2 separate regions of the Mus musculus genome follow, and region 2 is linked to region 1. Evidence: chromatin contacts called from public promoter capture Hi-C data. All regions are on one chromosome and are shown on one strand. Each heading gives the region's core, a stretch centred on a gene start, on an enhancer-like site or on the middle of the called end of the contact. The rest is flanking DNA. Distances are from core to core; before and after follow the strand shown.

The links. Capture Hi-C pulls out chosen DNA fragments and counts their contacts.
Region 2: a contact with region 1 is called in a promoter capture Hi-C map of adipose tissue, with 2.8 times the contacts expected there. The contact joins two enhancer-like sites. A contact is called at or near these places in 5 of 484 Hi-C or Micro-C datasets (B cells, embryonic stem cells and granulocyte-monocyte progenitors), 4 of 115 datasets of contacts at active chromatin or transcription factors (effector CD8 T cells, embryonic stem cells, fibro-adipogenic progenitors and 1 more) and 4 of 9 other capture datasets (adipose tissue, liver, macrophages and 1 more).

What each region holds. Positions count from the first base shown.
Region 1 is chr11:100,803,034-100,810,574 of GRCm38.p6, reverse strand. It overlaps Stat5b (signal transducer and activator of transcription 5B), which reads left to right. Exons shown (of 19, transcript NM_001113563.2): 2 at 2,042-2,179; 3 at 5,549-5,705. The coding sequence starts at 2,052. Among named protein-coding and RNA genes, the nearest start is that of Ghdc, 36 kb to the right of the region's middle. Within about 2 kb of position 4,989, at least 64 of the 459 cell types and tissues checked have an H3K27ac peak or open chromatin away from gene starts, as enhancers often do. A contact at or near this core is called in adipose tissue and granulocyte-monocyte progenitors, where this site is marked.
Region 2 is chr11:100,580,926-100,588,466 of GRCm38.p6, reverse strand. It overlaps Dnajc7 (DnaJ heat shock protein family (Hsp40) member C7), which reads left to right. Exons shown (of 14, transcript NM_019795.5): 10 at 3,412-3,485; 11 at 3,769-3,915; 12 at 4,104-4,256; 13 at 4,811-4,873; 14 at 5,331-5,649. The coding sequence ends at 5,368. Cnp (2',3'-cyclic nucleotide 3' phosphodiesterase) reads right to left here. Exons shown (of 4, transcript NM_009923.2): 4 at 6,728-7,541. Among named protein-coding and RNA genes, the nearest start is that of Cnp, 9.8 kb to the right of the region's middle. Within about 2 kb of position 3,651, at least 88 of the 459 cell types and tissues checked have an H3K27ac peak or open chromatin away from gene starts, as enhancers often do. A contact at or near this core is called in adipose tissue and granulocyte-monocyte progenitors, where this site is marked.

The sequences.
Region 1 (7,541 bases), core at 3,740-6,239:
CAAGTCTGGTTTTAATGTCTGAAGTTCCTATTAACATAGCTTCTCCACTCTGGGGAATCCCAGGTCTCTGCCAAATGCACTTAATTCTCAGGTCTGTCTGAAAGGGCTCCTAGTAGTTTCAGAAAGCATCTATTTGTTTGTTTGTTTGTTTGCTTGCTTGCTTGCTTGCTTGTTTGTTTGCATACACTGTAGCTGTCTTCAGACACACTAGATCCCATGACAGACGGTTGTGAGCTATCATGAACTTAGGACCTCTGGAAGTATAGTCAGTGCTCTTAACTGCTGAGCCATCTCTCCAGCCCCCAGAAAGCCATTTTCTAAAGCGTGTTTTTGTTGGTGCAGCTTGTTTTGGTTTTGATGTTGTTTCTTTAAGAAAGAGTCACAGGAAGCCCACGCTGGCCTTGAATTCTTGATCCTCCTGCCTTCACATTCTGAGTTCTGGGATTAAAGGTTCTACCACAAGATCCTGTTAAAAAGAAAAAAAAAAAAAAACAGATAATCTCACTATTGCTGGGACTAGTGGCGCCAAGCCTGTAGTCTTAGGTTAAATTAGAAGACAGCAAGTTTAGTGGGCCATGGTGGAACAGGCCTTTAATCCCAGCACTCGGAAGGCAGAGGCAGGCAGATCTCTGAGTTTGAGGCCAACCTGGTCTACAAAGTGAGTTCCAGGACAACCAAGAGAAATCCTGTCTCAAAAAATAAAACAACAACAAAAAAGAAATAATATAAAATGAATAAATAAATGAAATAAAATAAAATGATGATAAGTTGGGCTGGAGAGATGGCTCAGCAGTTAAGAGCACTGACTGCTCTTCCAAAGGTCCTGAGTTCAAATCCCAGCAACCACATGGTGGCTCACAACCATCTGTAATGAGATCTGATGCCCTCTTCTGGCATGTCTGAAGACAGCTACAGTGTCCTTACATATAACAATAAATAAATCTTTAAAAAAAAGATGAAAAGTTTAAGGTCAGCCTGGGCTACAGAGCGAGTGCATAGTCAGCCTACACAACTTAGTGAGACACTGTCTCCAAATAGAAAGTCCAAAAGGGGCCTGGAATACAGGTCAGCCATGGAGCTCTTGCCCAGCATGGCCCAGGTCATAGGTTCAATCTCCATTACAAAAGGAAACAACAAACCCTACAGAAAACCAGCCCTGCCGCTCACCATTGTCACACAGCAATCCATTCTTCTCCTAGTCCACACATACTATTTCTGTGTTGAACTGTATGTATGTGCAAATTCCATAGCAGTAACTCCAGAGGTGAAAGAACATTGGGGAGCTTGGCCTGATAAGCCTCTGCTCTGGGTAAAAGAATGGCCACTAAGCCACTAAGATAACACACAGGCCTCAGTCTGTCCCGAGATTCTCCGGTCTTTCAGATCCTGTTCAAATCTTCCTGTTCATCTTCCATTTCACAAAACCCAAATACCAAACCTAGAGTTAGTTTTCAGTTCACTCCGCCGATCATTCACGATGACTGTTGGAAAGGATGCTTATAACCCACGGCGGTTTCAAGCAAACGCCAAGACCAGGTCTAGGATATTAAAGCTGTTGGCGACGCCTTCCTGAATGCCGCTGGTTTTGATGGTTCTGCTGCAATAGTCTATGCTTCATAGGTCCATTTGGGGCCCTTCCCACGGCCATGCTGAGTGTCTGCATTTTGAAAACCTGACAAAGCTGGAAGTCAGTTCGAGAATATTGATCCTGGGTAGCTGAGATGGTTCAGTGGGTAAAGGCGGTTACCGAGCAACCTGGCAACCTGCGTTTGATCCCTCGAACCCACATAAAGATGCAAGGAAAGAAACAGCTCCATAAAGTCATCCTCTGACCTCTACACATTCACCGCGGCACGTGTGCGCCTGCACACACATCACATACGATAATAAAGAAAAAAATTTTTAAAGATTTGACCTTTAGTGTACCAAAAGGAGAGAAAGCATTCATTCACTTTTAAACCCCGTGCATATTTACTCCAGTGGCTTTGAAGGGAATGGGGACAAACAAACAAACAAATAAATCAAGGTCTTTGTTTAACAGGTTGTGAACCATGGCTATGTGGATACAGGCTCAGCAGCTCCAGGGCGATGCCCTTCACCAGATGCAGGCCTTGTACGGCCAGCATTTCCCCATCGAGGTGCGACATTATTTATCACAGTGGATCGAAAGCCAAGCCTGGTAGGTGAACAGCTTCTAGATCATCTTTTGGGAAGTACGAGGATATTGAACTTTGATGAGAAAAATGTTCTAACTGAGACTTTAAAAGTTGTGAGTAACCTAGGCTTAGTGGTCCCCACCTGTAACCGTCATGATCCTAGCTGAGGCAGAAGGGTTGCAAGTTTGAGGCCAGCCTGAATTGCAGAGTGAGGCCCTGTCCCTATCTTGGAAGAAGAAGAAGAGGAGGAGGAGGAGGAGGAGGAGGAGGAGGAGGAGGAAGAGGAGGAGGAGGAGCTCTGTGTGTCGGGCTGGGTGTGTAGCTCAGTGGTAAAGTACAGGCATGAGGCTCTAGACTCAGCCCTCAGGACCTGTCTCCAAGAAAAGCTGTTTGAAAATCTTCATGTAATTCATAAAAAGGTATTCAGCCTTCTTTTAGATGCAGGGAGACGAAATAATTCTTGGAGTTTTAATTTTTGTTGTTTTTTAAATTATGTATATATGTGCACGTCTGTGTATGGATGCGTACACATGAGGGCACCTATCTGCAGAGGCCAGAAAACAGCTGGAGCTGGCGTTTCAAGTGGTTGCGAACCACCTGGTGTGGCCGCTGGGATCTGAACTCAGGTCCTCGGGAAGAGCAGGAAGCTCTCTTAACCACACAGGCCTCTCTCCAGCCTCTGAGCTTGCCTTGTTTTGGTTTGTTTGTTTGTTTGTTTGTTTTTGAGACAAGGTCTCTCACTTTTTGAGACAGGCCCTGGCTGTCCTGGAACTCAAAAGTGCTGAGATTAAAGGCAAGAAAGAACCATGCCTGGCTTTTTTTTTTCCCCCCAAGGTAAAGTTTCACCGTGTAGTTATGAGTGGCCTGCATTCACTATATAGACCAGACTAGTCTTGGACTCAAGATCAGCCTTTGTCTCCCATGTGCTGAAATTTATATCTTATAAATCAGATATTTAACATATTGATTTAATAATCAAAACATTCATAGCTCTCTGGTTTTTTGTTTTTCTGAGATAGGGTCTCATACTATATAGCTCTGGCTGTCCCGGAACTCACTAAATGGTTTTTTTTTTTTTTCTTTTTAAAAACTAATAATGGTTACATTTCAGTGTTGACTTAGCCAACATTTTTATCTCTATTATGAATTATATACTTGAGCTTTAAAATTGTTAGATCGGTATAACACAGTTCAGTAGCAATGCATCTTACCGTGCAGTGCTAGGACAAAGCTTACAACACACGAGACAGCTGTACCACTGAGCGGCTGCCTCCTCAGCCCTGCCGCATCCTCACCAGCCATCAGCGGTGCCCAGCAGCGTGCAGGGCAGGGAGCTTGCCCGTCGTTGGCCTCAGTCTGTCCGTGAGTGTCCAAGTTCATCACAAGTTCATCAGACTAGCCAGGCTTTGACCAGGGTGGTGAGCTCCTCTTTGGAGAGCCAGCCTTGTTGCTGCTGGGAGAAGGCTGTCCCTACCCACTGGAGATGTTGCCTTACAGTAATTGCTACAGCTTGTTAGCAAGGCTCCGTTCAGAAACAAGCCTGCCGAAGGAAGGCAATTAAAAAAAAAATCCCAGCTTCATATAATTAAGAGGGGGAAAAACTGACTAAATATGAGAACATCAAACACACCTCAATTAGTCCAGTCCTTTTCCTTTTCTTTCTGTTTTAATGATTTGGGAGATTTCGGAAAACATTAATAGGAAGTTTCTGCTGATTAAAAATCTCACTTAGAGGCTAGATCAGCGGTAGAGCATTCGTCCAGCTAAGCAGACTGGCTCCATACCACAAAAGAGAGAACAAAAGCCAACTTTCGTTTATTCGAGTACAACAGCGCATTCCTGTAATTCCAGCTACTCAGGAAGCTGAGGCAGGGGAATTACTTAAGCCTAGGAACTCGAGACAGTCCTAGGCAAATGGGCTTTCAGCCAGCAGATCTCCTGAGTAGTCTACTTATTGAATAAGCTTTGGGAAATTGGGGTTGATATTAAGGAAAACGTGGGTTTTAGGTAGGGTTTTGTTTTTTCCCCATAGAGAAATAGAGATATCACCGAAGAGTTTCCAGCTCTTCGTATTGAAGCTGTCATGAAGTCTCTGATTGTAGGCTATGGTTGAGTCCAAATTGAGAACCAGACTCCTGTGTTCTGTTCAAAGACTGGATCCTCTCAGCCGGGCAGTGGTGGCGCACGCCTTTAATCCCAGCACTTGGGAGGCAGAGGCAGGTGGATTTCTGAGTTCAAGGCCAGCCTGGTCTACAAAGTGAGTTCCAGGACAGCCAGGGTTATACAGAGAAACCCTGTCTTGAAAAAACAAACAAACAAAAAAAGACTAGATCCTTTCAACAGTGGGCTCCCAGTCAGAACAGAGGAGCAAGGCTGTGCCTGCAGCCCGTCTAGCCTTCCACTTCATACATATTTTCTTCAACCCATAGAGAATACACTTCTAAAAATTGGCTTTGTCCCTACCCTTTCCAGACACAGGTTGGGTGGTCTCTGGTAAGGTCGTCTCAGGGCTTTGGTGCGCGTCTGCCTAGCTGTTTGCCACCAGCCACTTGCTAACTTCAGGGATTTGTGGGTGGCTGTCTTTTAGCTGCCGCTGGCTCTCTTCCCTGGCTGTGGACCTGGTCAGCAGTAATTAGATATTATTTCAGCCTGACAGCTGTTTGGTTTGTCAGCGTGCTAAGTCACTTAAGTATTACCCAGCAGCAATTGTTGCCTAACTTAGTAGACAAAAATCTTTTAAGGACAAAAAGAAAGAAGATAAGGAGGAAGTGGACCCAACCCCTGTCACCAGCTGAACAGCTCAGGATGACACGAGGTCTGGGGACTGGCTTCTCGCCTTCACTGGAGGAGTCAGTGTTATTTCCAGGTCCCATATCTGCAGTGATGACAGACTATTCTCCTGGGTGTGAATACTTGTAGGCATCTTCTGTCCTGATGCCTCCCTTCCAGGGTCCCTTAGGAAGGGCAGTGACTGGGGGCCTGGAGCCAGTCAAGGTTGGAAAGAACATGCAGAACTATATACCCTGTCCCACATACCCTGGAGATACGAGTATAAACTGGAAGTTAGAAGACCCCTTATTCCCTTTATTCCTAGGAGGGGGTGGGTTAATATCAGAGTCAGTCAGTAAAGGGAAGGGAGGAAGGAGTATTTAGAGAAAGAAGTGTAAAGCTCAGCTAAAAGAATTGTAGAGTCAGGCATTGTAGACATTTAGCCAACTTATGTCGGGGTGTTTCTTAACCCGTGAATTATAGAAGAAATCACGTTCCAGACTCCCATGATGGCTCACACCTATAATCCCAGCACCCACAAAACAAATGTAGTATGTAAAGGCTGCATGTGTACAGGCTCCTATGCATGTATGTATACAGATTGTGTAATTTTTTTCCCCTAGGGACTCAATAGATCTTGATAATCCACAGGAGAACATTAAGGCCACCCAGCTCCTGGAGGGCCTGGTGCAGGAGCTGCAGAAGAAGGCGGAGCACCAGGTGGGGGAAGATGGGTTTTTGCTGAAGATCAAGCTGGGGCACTATGCCACACAGCTCCAGGTGGGTACAAACACTGGCCACACTTAGGCCCTGCCCTCTTGAGGACTTCTTCATTTAATTTTCTGTAGACACGTGTTCTGATCTTTAACCCGGCATCGTAGAAATGTGTGTTTCACGCACATGGTTTTGATTGGCTTTGTGGTTGCGGCTGTTACCTTCTTTGAGACAAGAGTCTCACCGTGGGGCTGGAGAGTTGGTTCTGTGGTTAAGAGCGCTTCCTGCTTGTCTTAGGGTTATTATTGCTGTGATGAAACACTATGACCAAAAGTGAATTGAGGAGAACACCGTTTATCTGGCTTACACTTCCACATCACAGTTCGTCATTGGTGGAAGTCGGGACAGGAACCCAAACAAAGCAGGAAGTTGGTGGCAGAAGCTGATACAGAGGCCATAGAGGAATGCTGCTTACTGGCTTGCTCCCCATTGCTTGCTCAGCCTGCTTTCTCATAGCTCCCAGAACCACCAGCCCAGGGGCGGCCCCACACACAATGGGCTGGGCCCTCCCACATCAATCACTAATTAACAAAATGCCCTATAGGCTTTCCTACAACCCAAACCTATCATAAGAAGGCATTTTTCTCCACTGAGGCGCCCTCTTCTGATGACTCTAATTTGTGTCAGGTTGATAGAAAACCAGCCAGCGTGCTGCTATTGTAGAGGACCTGGGTTCAGCTCTCAGCACCCACATCAGGAAACTCACAGTAACCTGGGGCTTGGAGCCCTCTTCTGACCTCAACAGGCATCCACCCACAAGTGACATACAGACACAGAAATAAAAATAGAAACTAATCTTTATTTAAAAAGAAATGAAAAGTTTCACTATTTAGGTCAGATTGGCCTCAAACTGGGGATCCTCCTGCATCAATTCCACTCCACCCCCAGTATGGGCTGTAGGTAAGCACCACTCCCAGCCATGACTTTTACTCTCTTTTAACTTCTTATTTCAAAATAATTTTGAATTTGCAGAAAGTTGCAGCAGAGGTACAACAAGGCCCCCTTCATATGCTCAGGTTCATTTACATCATCATCTCTCTCACGCTCCTCTCTCCCTTTCCTGCCCCCACACCTTCATGTACACATGTACACATACACACATACACACTCTCACACATACACACATACTCATACAACACACACACATAGTTACACAATACACACACATACAAACATACACATACAGATGCAGACACATACACACACATACCTTCACGTACACATGCACACACACACACACACACACATACACACACACACACATTTCTAGTTGCGAGTAAGTTACATACATCTCTCCCCTGAGTATCTCAGCATGTATGTTCTAAGAACATGAACTTCCCTTACAGGGTCACAATACAGTTATTCAATTTAGTGTGTTTAACATTCACACAAACTTTTACTTACTATTCTGTCTCTATTATCCATTTGTCAACTGACTCACAAGTGTCCCTCCAGTCCAGGGTCCAGTCCAAAGCCTCATATGATATCTAGTTGACATATCTCTTTAATGTTTTATCTGGTTTGGTTTCAACTTTGTGACGTGTCTGTTTTGGAGATAGGGCCTCCATAGTGTTGTAGCCTATGCTAGTCTTGAACGTTAAGCATTGAACATTAAGCAGTCATCTTGTCCCAGCAGTCCTGTCCACCTTTCCCTTTTCTTTAACCTGAAAACATTCATTTTTCGACCTTATTTTGGCTTTGATATTAACATTTTAAAATAATCACTTATTCCCTTACTTTTAATATTTTTACATTTTATTTTTAAATTTGTGTGTGGGTATGTATGTGCACATGAGTGTAGTGCCCTCAGGGGTCAGAAGAGGGCATCACAGCCCCTGGAGT
Region 2 (7,541 bases), core at 2,402-4,901, 220 kb after region 1:
CTGGAGCAGTGATACTGGTTTTAGAGATCCTAAAGGAAAAGGAAGTTCTTGGTTATCGTTTTTCCAATGCCCATTTTATTTCTAATTATAAACTGTAAAAGTCCACAGGACAAGCACTACTTAACTAATGCTTGAGCCAAAACTTCCTGGTCAGTAGTACAGAGCCCCTCAGATCCTCACCACTAAGATATAAGAACTGCTGGTATGTGTGATTTTTTTTTTAATAAAATTAAGTGGAACAACAACAACAACAAAAATAGCCGGGCGTGGTGGCGCACACCTTTAATCTCAGCACTCGGGAGGCAGAGGCAGGCAGATTTCTGAGTTCGAGGACAGCCAGGGCTATACAGAGAAACCCTGTCTCGAAAAAACAAAAAAATAGAAAAAATAAAATAATAAAGTGGATGACTAAGTCTGTCCAGTGAAAACATACGTGAATTGTATTATCAGTTCTGAGAGACTAGCCCTTATTCAGCCCAGAATCATATGCACTGTCACACAGAAATGGAAGCTTGGGCTGGAGATATAGCTTAATTGTATAGACCCTGCCTAGCATGTTTGAGGGCCTGGATTTACTGTCTCCCTGCCCCTTACCCCACAGAAGAGAATGGAAATTGGTAGGGCGCTTGCCTAGCGTACACAGATGCAGTAGCTGGCACTCTACAAATGGGGTCACGTGTCTGTATCCCCACACTAAAGAGGGAGGTCAGAGGATCAGGAGTCCAGGGCTGGGCTAGAGAGATGGTTTACTGGGTAAAGGAGCCTACCACCACCAGGCTGGACCACCTCAGTGCCATCCACAGGACCAAATGTGCTAGAAAGAAAGAATTGACTCCCAAGAGTTAATGAACTCTGACCTCTACACATACTGTATAGTTAAGCACACGAGCACACAGACAGACACAGTAAATGTATTTGTTTGTTTATGTTTTATGAGACTGGGTTTCTCTGTATAGCCCTGGCTGTCCTGGGTTAGACTTACTGTGTAGACCAGGCTGGCTTCAAACTCACAGAGACACACCTACCTTTGCCTCCCACGAGCTGGGATTAAAGGGATATGCCGCAACTGCCTGGCCAGATTTTTAAAAATTGACAGTTCAGCCAGGCATGGTGGCCTACACCTACACCTTAATCCCAGCACTTGGGTACCAGTGGCAAAGCGGATCTCTGATTCCGAAGCCAGCCTGCCTGGTCTACAAAGTGAGTTCCAGGACAGCCAGGGCCACACAGTGAGTCTCAAAAAAAAAACCCAAAATGTTCAAGGCCAGTCTGGGCTGCATGAAACTATATCTCAAAAAATTAAATTAATTAAAAAACAAAACAAAAACCCAACCCTTTGACCCAACTGAAGGCTTTAAGCAACACAAAATGTACAGAATTCCTTGCAATTTTTTCTAACAGCAAAAGAACAGAATCCTCTGGCACCTACAGCCCCAATTCTCTGTACTATGGTAACAGGAAACATGAAGAGTTGTTCATTCTTAGTTTGCTAGAAGACAGTAGAATAGGATGTGTGTGTGTTGTGTGTGTGTGTGTGTGTGTGTGTGTTTACAGTCAACAAAAATGAGAAGTTTTACTGACGGTTCCTTGTTTTGTGTCTGAGTGTCTTTGCCTCTGAAACTCCACCCCAGTGTGGGGCAGTGGACACTTGGGCACAGTGGGCTGAGAATGTAGCAGTGGTCCCCAGAGGCACTGATCTGCTTGACCACCATCCAGCTGGGCTCAGCCTTCAAGTGCAACAGATGAGAGCTGTTTGTCTCTTAGCACAGGCTCCGGCTCTTCCTCTCTCAAAGCCCTAAGAGATGGGGAAAGATTTCTTGAGTTTATGTGAAATACTGCAGATCCTCCTGTGCAGTTCACACCTGCAATCCTAGTACTTGGGAAGCTAAGGTATGGCCAGTTCAGGGCCAGGTTGGACTACAAAGTAAGTTCTAGTTCAGCCTCGGCTACAGAATGAGAAAGACCTCATCACAAAAAAGAAAAAAACAAAAAACCAGAAGAATGCAAGTCAGTGCCCTGGTACTTGTTTATTACGCTACGTAGAGGCCTAGTGATCAAGGCAATCACTCAGATGTCAGGTTCGGTGTTGTTTGTTTGTTTCGGGACAGGTTTCTCCATACAGCCCTGGCTGTCCTGGAACTCACTATGTAGACCAGACTGGCCACAAACTCACAGAGATCCACCTGCCTCTGCTTCCTGCGTGCTGGCATTAAAGGTGGGGGCCACCACCACCTGGCAATGTGTGTTAAATTACTGTATTTCAGATTATCTGACACTTTGACCTGTAAATTAGTTCTCTATTATGTTCCTAGTTACCCTGTGTCTGCAGGGCATTGTGTTTTTTGTTTTTATTTGGCTTGGTTTTATTGAGACCAAGTCTCACAATGTCAAGCTGGCCGTGAACTCAGAGATCCTCCTGTCTCTGCCTCCTGATTCTACAATTAAAGGCATTGTGCCACCATGCCCAGACTGGACATTGTTTTGGGGGGTGTGTGTCTATGTGTGCTTTATTTTTTATAAGTCAAAGATGAATGAATGTATTTCCAGAAATTCAGAGAGCCTAATTATCACACTTCTCTTTGGCCAGCCACATTGGTATCAGTCTTCCTGCCCTGGTCTCCAAAGCTGATGTGCGTTAAGATGGACTAGTGTGATGGAAGTGTGGACCGCCTCGGGGTGTAGCAGCTAGCTGCACTGTGTTGACTCTGCCCATTCTTAGCAGATGTGTCTGTTAGATGGAGAGATCAATCTTGGTGCCATCACATGGTTCGAATACCACGTGGTTCTGTGGGAAGCAGCACTTCCAGAGTCCTGGTACCCTGCCTGTTCCAGGCACTCTTCTCATTCTGGCCCAGAGTTTCCTCTTTGCTTTTGTGCTATGGAAATAGAAACAAGACTGTGCTGCGAGTCCCTTCTTCTGTCTCACCTCTACCTCTGAGATGGATTGATCTTAGTGGAAGCATTTGTCAGCAGCTTCCACCCTGACCTTGATCCTTCTAGTGGCTCAACTAACCCCACTTGTAGCCTTGGTTGGAACTGGCCCTGCATGTCTGGCACGGAAGGTGTCAAAGCTCTTTCACAGCAGTTTGTCTCACATGGTCATTTTTCTCTTGTTCAGAGCAGTCAAGTAGGTGCTGTCACAGTGTCTTTGCTGTTGGGCAGCGCTGTGACACCGAGAACTCCTCCTTAGCCCTTGCCTGCTTAGAGCAGGGGACTGCTGACTGGGTGCAATGCCAGCCTTGAGGCACTGAGAGTTCATTCATCTTCTTTAGATAAGGGATTCTGCTGTTTGATGAAACATCCTACCAAAAGTGTGTATCTCTTGCATGAGCCATACCTTCTCCCTAGAAGGTCCCACAGGCCGTTACTATTTATGTCTGAGTGCTGTATTACCCTGTACTTCCTTCTCAGTTACATGGACACAGAGCAGTTTGAAGAAGCCGTGCGGGACTATGAAAAAGTGTATCAGACGGAGAAAACAAAAGGTACGAGGACAAAGGGGCAGAGACGTGTTGCTCGGGGGGGCTGTGGTCTTCTCGGTTGTTGGTCGCAGCACTTAGGACCATTCCATTTGCTCACTAGCCTGGAAGCCAGCAGTTCCTGGGAGGGGCTCAGGCACCTGTGTTCTGGCTCTGTCTCCTCCCTGTTAGTCTCACTTCCTATATATTCAGAAGAAAGCACCAAAAGAGTCCCTGTTGTGGTTACCAAAGTTTCTACCCCTTAGGCAGGCAGCTGGGCTGTCTGTTGATGCTGCCTTTCTCCCTCCAGAACACAAACAGCTCCTTAAGAATGCACAGCTGGAACTGAAGAAGAGCAAGAGGAAAGATTACTACAAGATCCTGGGAGTGGACAAGAATGCCTCTGAGGACGAGATCAAGAAAGCTTACCGGAAACGGGCCTTGATGCACCATCCAGGTGAGCGCTGGAGGAGGTGCAGCAGAGCCCACAGCGCAGATGCAGTGGGCACCCAGGAGATCGCTCTTCAGTGGGAAGGAGGGGGTGCTGGACTCCCTGTCCTACAGGCTGTGGGAGGTGCCACATTCCAAACTTGGACAATAATAGACTTTGTTTTCCTGTGTCCCTGGTTTCACTGAATCCTCTAGATCGGCACAGTGGGGCCAGTGCCGAAGTTCAGAAGGAGGAGGAGAAGAAGTTTAAGGAAGTGGGAGAGGCCTTTACCATCCTCTCTGATCCCAAGAAAAAGACTCGTTATGACAGTGGACAGGACTTGGATGAGGAGGGCATGAATATGGGCGGTGAGTTGGTTTGGGCATCTACAATGAAAATGGTCCCTGTACCAGAAAAGCCCCCATTGAAGTTACCAAGGCTTCTGCCCTCGGGGCAGCTGGGTTGGGACACCCCAGAGGGGAGGTCTACAAGTACTCAGCCAGCGACATAAGCCAATAAATAGGCTGTTAAAAAAAAATGAGCTAGGGCAGGAGCCATCAGAACTGTTGTGACCTGGACTAAAGCGTCAGGGTCTCCAGGACTGGTACAGTGGCTTTGGTAACACTGAATTTGAGCCTTCTCAGCACGGCCCCAGCATTATAGGAGGGCAGATGCAGATGGCGTTCCTAGCTAGGTAAGAAGCCCACTCGGAGGCAGGGGAAGCTTCCCTTCTAGACTTCACCCGGAAGGGCACAGATCCCAGAAGCAGGGTCAGCAGGTTCTGCCTGGCTGACATGGGGAGAGGCTTGCTAACATCTAGGCTGAAATGGAAGAGCAGAGTGAGCCTCAGAAGTCTTCTGCATCAGGTTCCTCAGATCTTTCTGATTTCCCCCTTTTTTGCCCTTTCCTTCCTAATTACCAGATTTTGATGCAAACAACATCTTCAAGGCATTCTTCGGTGGTCCTGGGGGCTTCAGCTTTGAAGGTAGGTTTGCCTGCTGCTCGCTCTTAGGAGCTCCCAGGTGACAGACCAGCACTGGCCCCTCACTCAGCAGCACCTGGGGAATCTGAGTGGAGACAGCTGGATCCTTGTTCAGCAGGACAGGTGTCTATGCTCGTGTGGCTGATGAGGCTCCTGGGTTTATTTTTCTTGGGACCATTCTCAGTGCAGTTAGCAAAGTCAGAGAAGCATCCCCAAGCCCCGTAGTGTCATGCCTTCTCCATAAGAGCAGGGGTGTTGAGAAGCTACACACAAAGTGCGCTTCAGCCCAGTGGTAGGGCGCTCACCCTGCATGCTGGCCCTTGTGCTCTAGGCTTAGACTGCCTGATACCCTTGGAGTCTCTGTTTGGATTAAGCTGCTCTTTAAGACTTTGGTATAACAACAGTGGTTTTCCTAAGAAAACCACAGAGCCAACTAACAAGCCTTTCTTTTTCCTTTCAGCATCTGGCCCAGGGAATTTCTACTTTCAGTTTGGCTAATGAAGGCCAACTACTTAAAACCCAGAAAATGCAGACTTGCTTGGTTTAACCATGAGTGTGGACAGTTCACTTCCTCCATCATGTCCCTGTGTACTTAGAGCAGTTTCGTTTTCTCAGTCGGGTGCCCTGTGTCTGTATGAGGGGTGAAGGAAAGGGGGCCAGTGCTGAGGACTAGGGAGGGAGGGAAGCCAGGGGTAGACAGGGAAGCAGGCAGCTTGTGAATTTTTGTTGTATTGTTTAACTTTATTAAAAAAGAAAAAGAATAAAATGTTTTGACCGTTCTTTGGTCCTTGGCTTTGGCAGCTGCTCTGTACCTGAGGTTCTTCCAAGAGCATAGGCACCAGGTGTTGTATGAGTGTGTGTGTGTGTGTGTGTGTGTGTGTGTGTGTGTGTGTGTGTGTGTTTTCTCACTATGTAGGCTCAGGCTAGAGCAGTCCTCCTGCCTCAGCCCTCTCCAGTGCTGGGATTAAGGTATAAGTCACCACACTGTCCGGCTCCTATAGCAGGGCACTGGAGCTTGAGGGATATGGACAAGAGGACAAAATTCTGCTCCTGCCTGCCAGTGGTGGTGCATGTTTTTAATCCCAGCACTTGGGAGGCAGAGGCAGGTGGATTTCTGAGTTCAAGGCTAGCCTGGTCTACAGAGTGAATTCTGGGACAGCCAGGGCTACACAGAGAAACCCTGTCTCGAAAAAAAACAAAAAAATTCTGCTCTTTCAAAGCATGGCAGGCAGCTCCTGGTCTCGGGCCTTTGCTGGCTTAAGGCTCAAACTGTTGGAAAGTGTTCTCTGCAAATGCATGACTGGTCTCCTCCCGCTTACATGAGGCAACATAAAGGGATCTGCACACTGCTCAGCTAAGTTGCTGTTCTAGGCAGACACAAGAGGCTCTGAAGCTGGACTGCAGGTGCTGATGGCACAGATAGCTAGGGAGAGAGAGGCCTTGAACCAGAGCAGCAGGAGGGACTGCTGAATGTGTCTACTCTTGGGTGTGAGGAGCAAGGTTGCCTTCCCCAAGTACCCCACAAAGCCCAGGCTGGGAACTCTGGGCCTTGCTGAGAGGTCTTTGGGACATGGCCACCTGCATGTGGTCGGTTGCCTTAGCTGTCAGATAAAGGCTTTGTGCTCCAAGTTTCTGGCTGCCAGCCAATCCCCACCTTCTCTATGTGTCTGAAGCCAGCCTCTCCTTTCTGCTTCATGAAAGCCAACACTGTTGCCCTACCCAGCCTCGTCACAGCTGTGCCCAGCCAGCAGAAGGGAGACAGGACCGATGGCCCCAAGCTGTGGGACAAAGCTGGTCTTAATGTACGCAGCCCTAACCCCAGGGAAGACTGGGCTGGACATAGAAGGCCAAGAGTGATAGCACACAGCTGGGATTAACATGATTTATTTCAGTATCAGTCTTAGTGGTGGCTGAGGTGGGCAACACAGGGTGAGGGTAGGAGCATACATCCCAGATTCTCGGGTGACAACCCAATTAGCAAGGTCCTGTTACTGAGCAGAAGGCAGAGTGAGGTACTCCAGGAGCCAGGCTTTGCCAGAGCAGGAGATGGGGCTTACTCTTGCCAGCTCAGGGTCCCCTCCACTGGTTCTTGGTACCTACCACCCTCCTTTAAAGACCCAGAGGCACCATGCAGGCAAGATGGGCTGGGCAGAAAGCAAAGCTGGAGCTTCTCGGGGCATCTTTCTGACCTTGGCCTCCATCCACACAGCAGAGACATGCTGCTGGAGATGGCCTGACCGAAACCATCACCCTAGGTACAGTGTGAAGGAGATAGGAACTTAGGAATGACCAAAGGTGAGAGGTAAACCCCTTTTACCGCCCAGTAAATAGCCCAAGCCTTCCCAAGGGCTATAGTGATTAAAAAACTGGCACCCAGGGATCTGAGCCCTCTCTAAGCTACCACTGTTTTCCTGTGGCAGTAGCGTTTGTCCCTAGCATGTGGCAGCTCTGAGGCGTGTGCCCAGCTTTGGATGGGCAGGGGCTAAGGGAGGGTTAACAAGTTCTTGGATGCATCTGGGCAGATGCTGCTGCAGGCCCAATGACCCAGCCCTTTTATTACCACCTCTGGTCCAGGTTCCTGAATGGTATCTTCCTCTGCCCACCCGCCTGTGTTGAGAGCTGAGTATTAAGAGGAAAAGAAAGGGTGGGCACAAGGAACTGGTAGTTATTT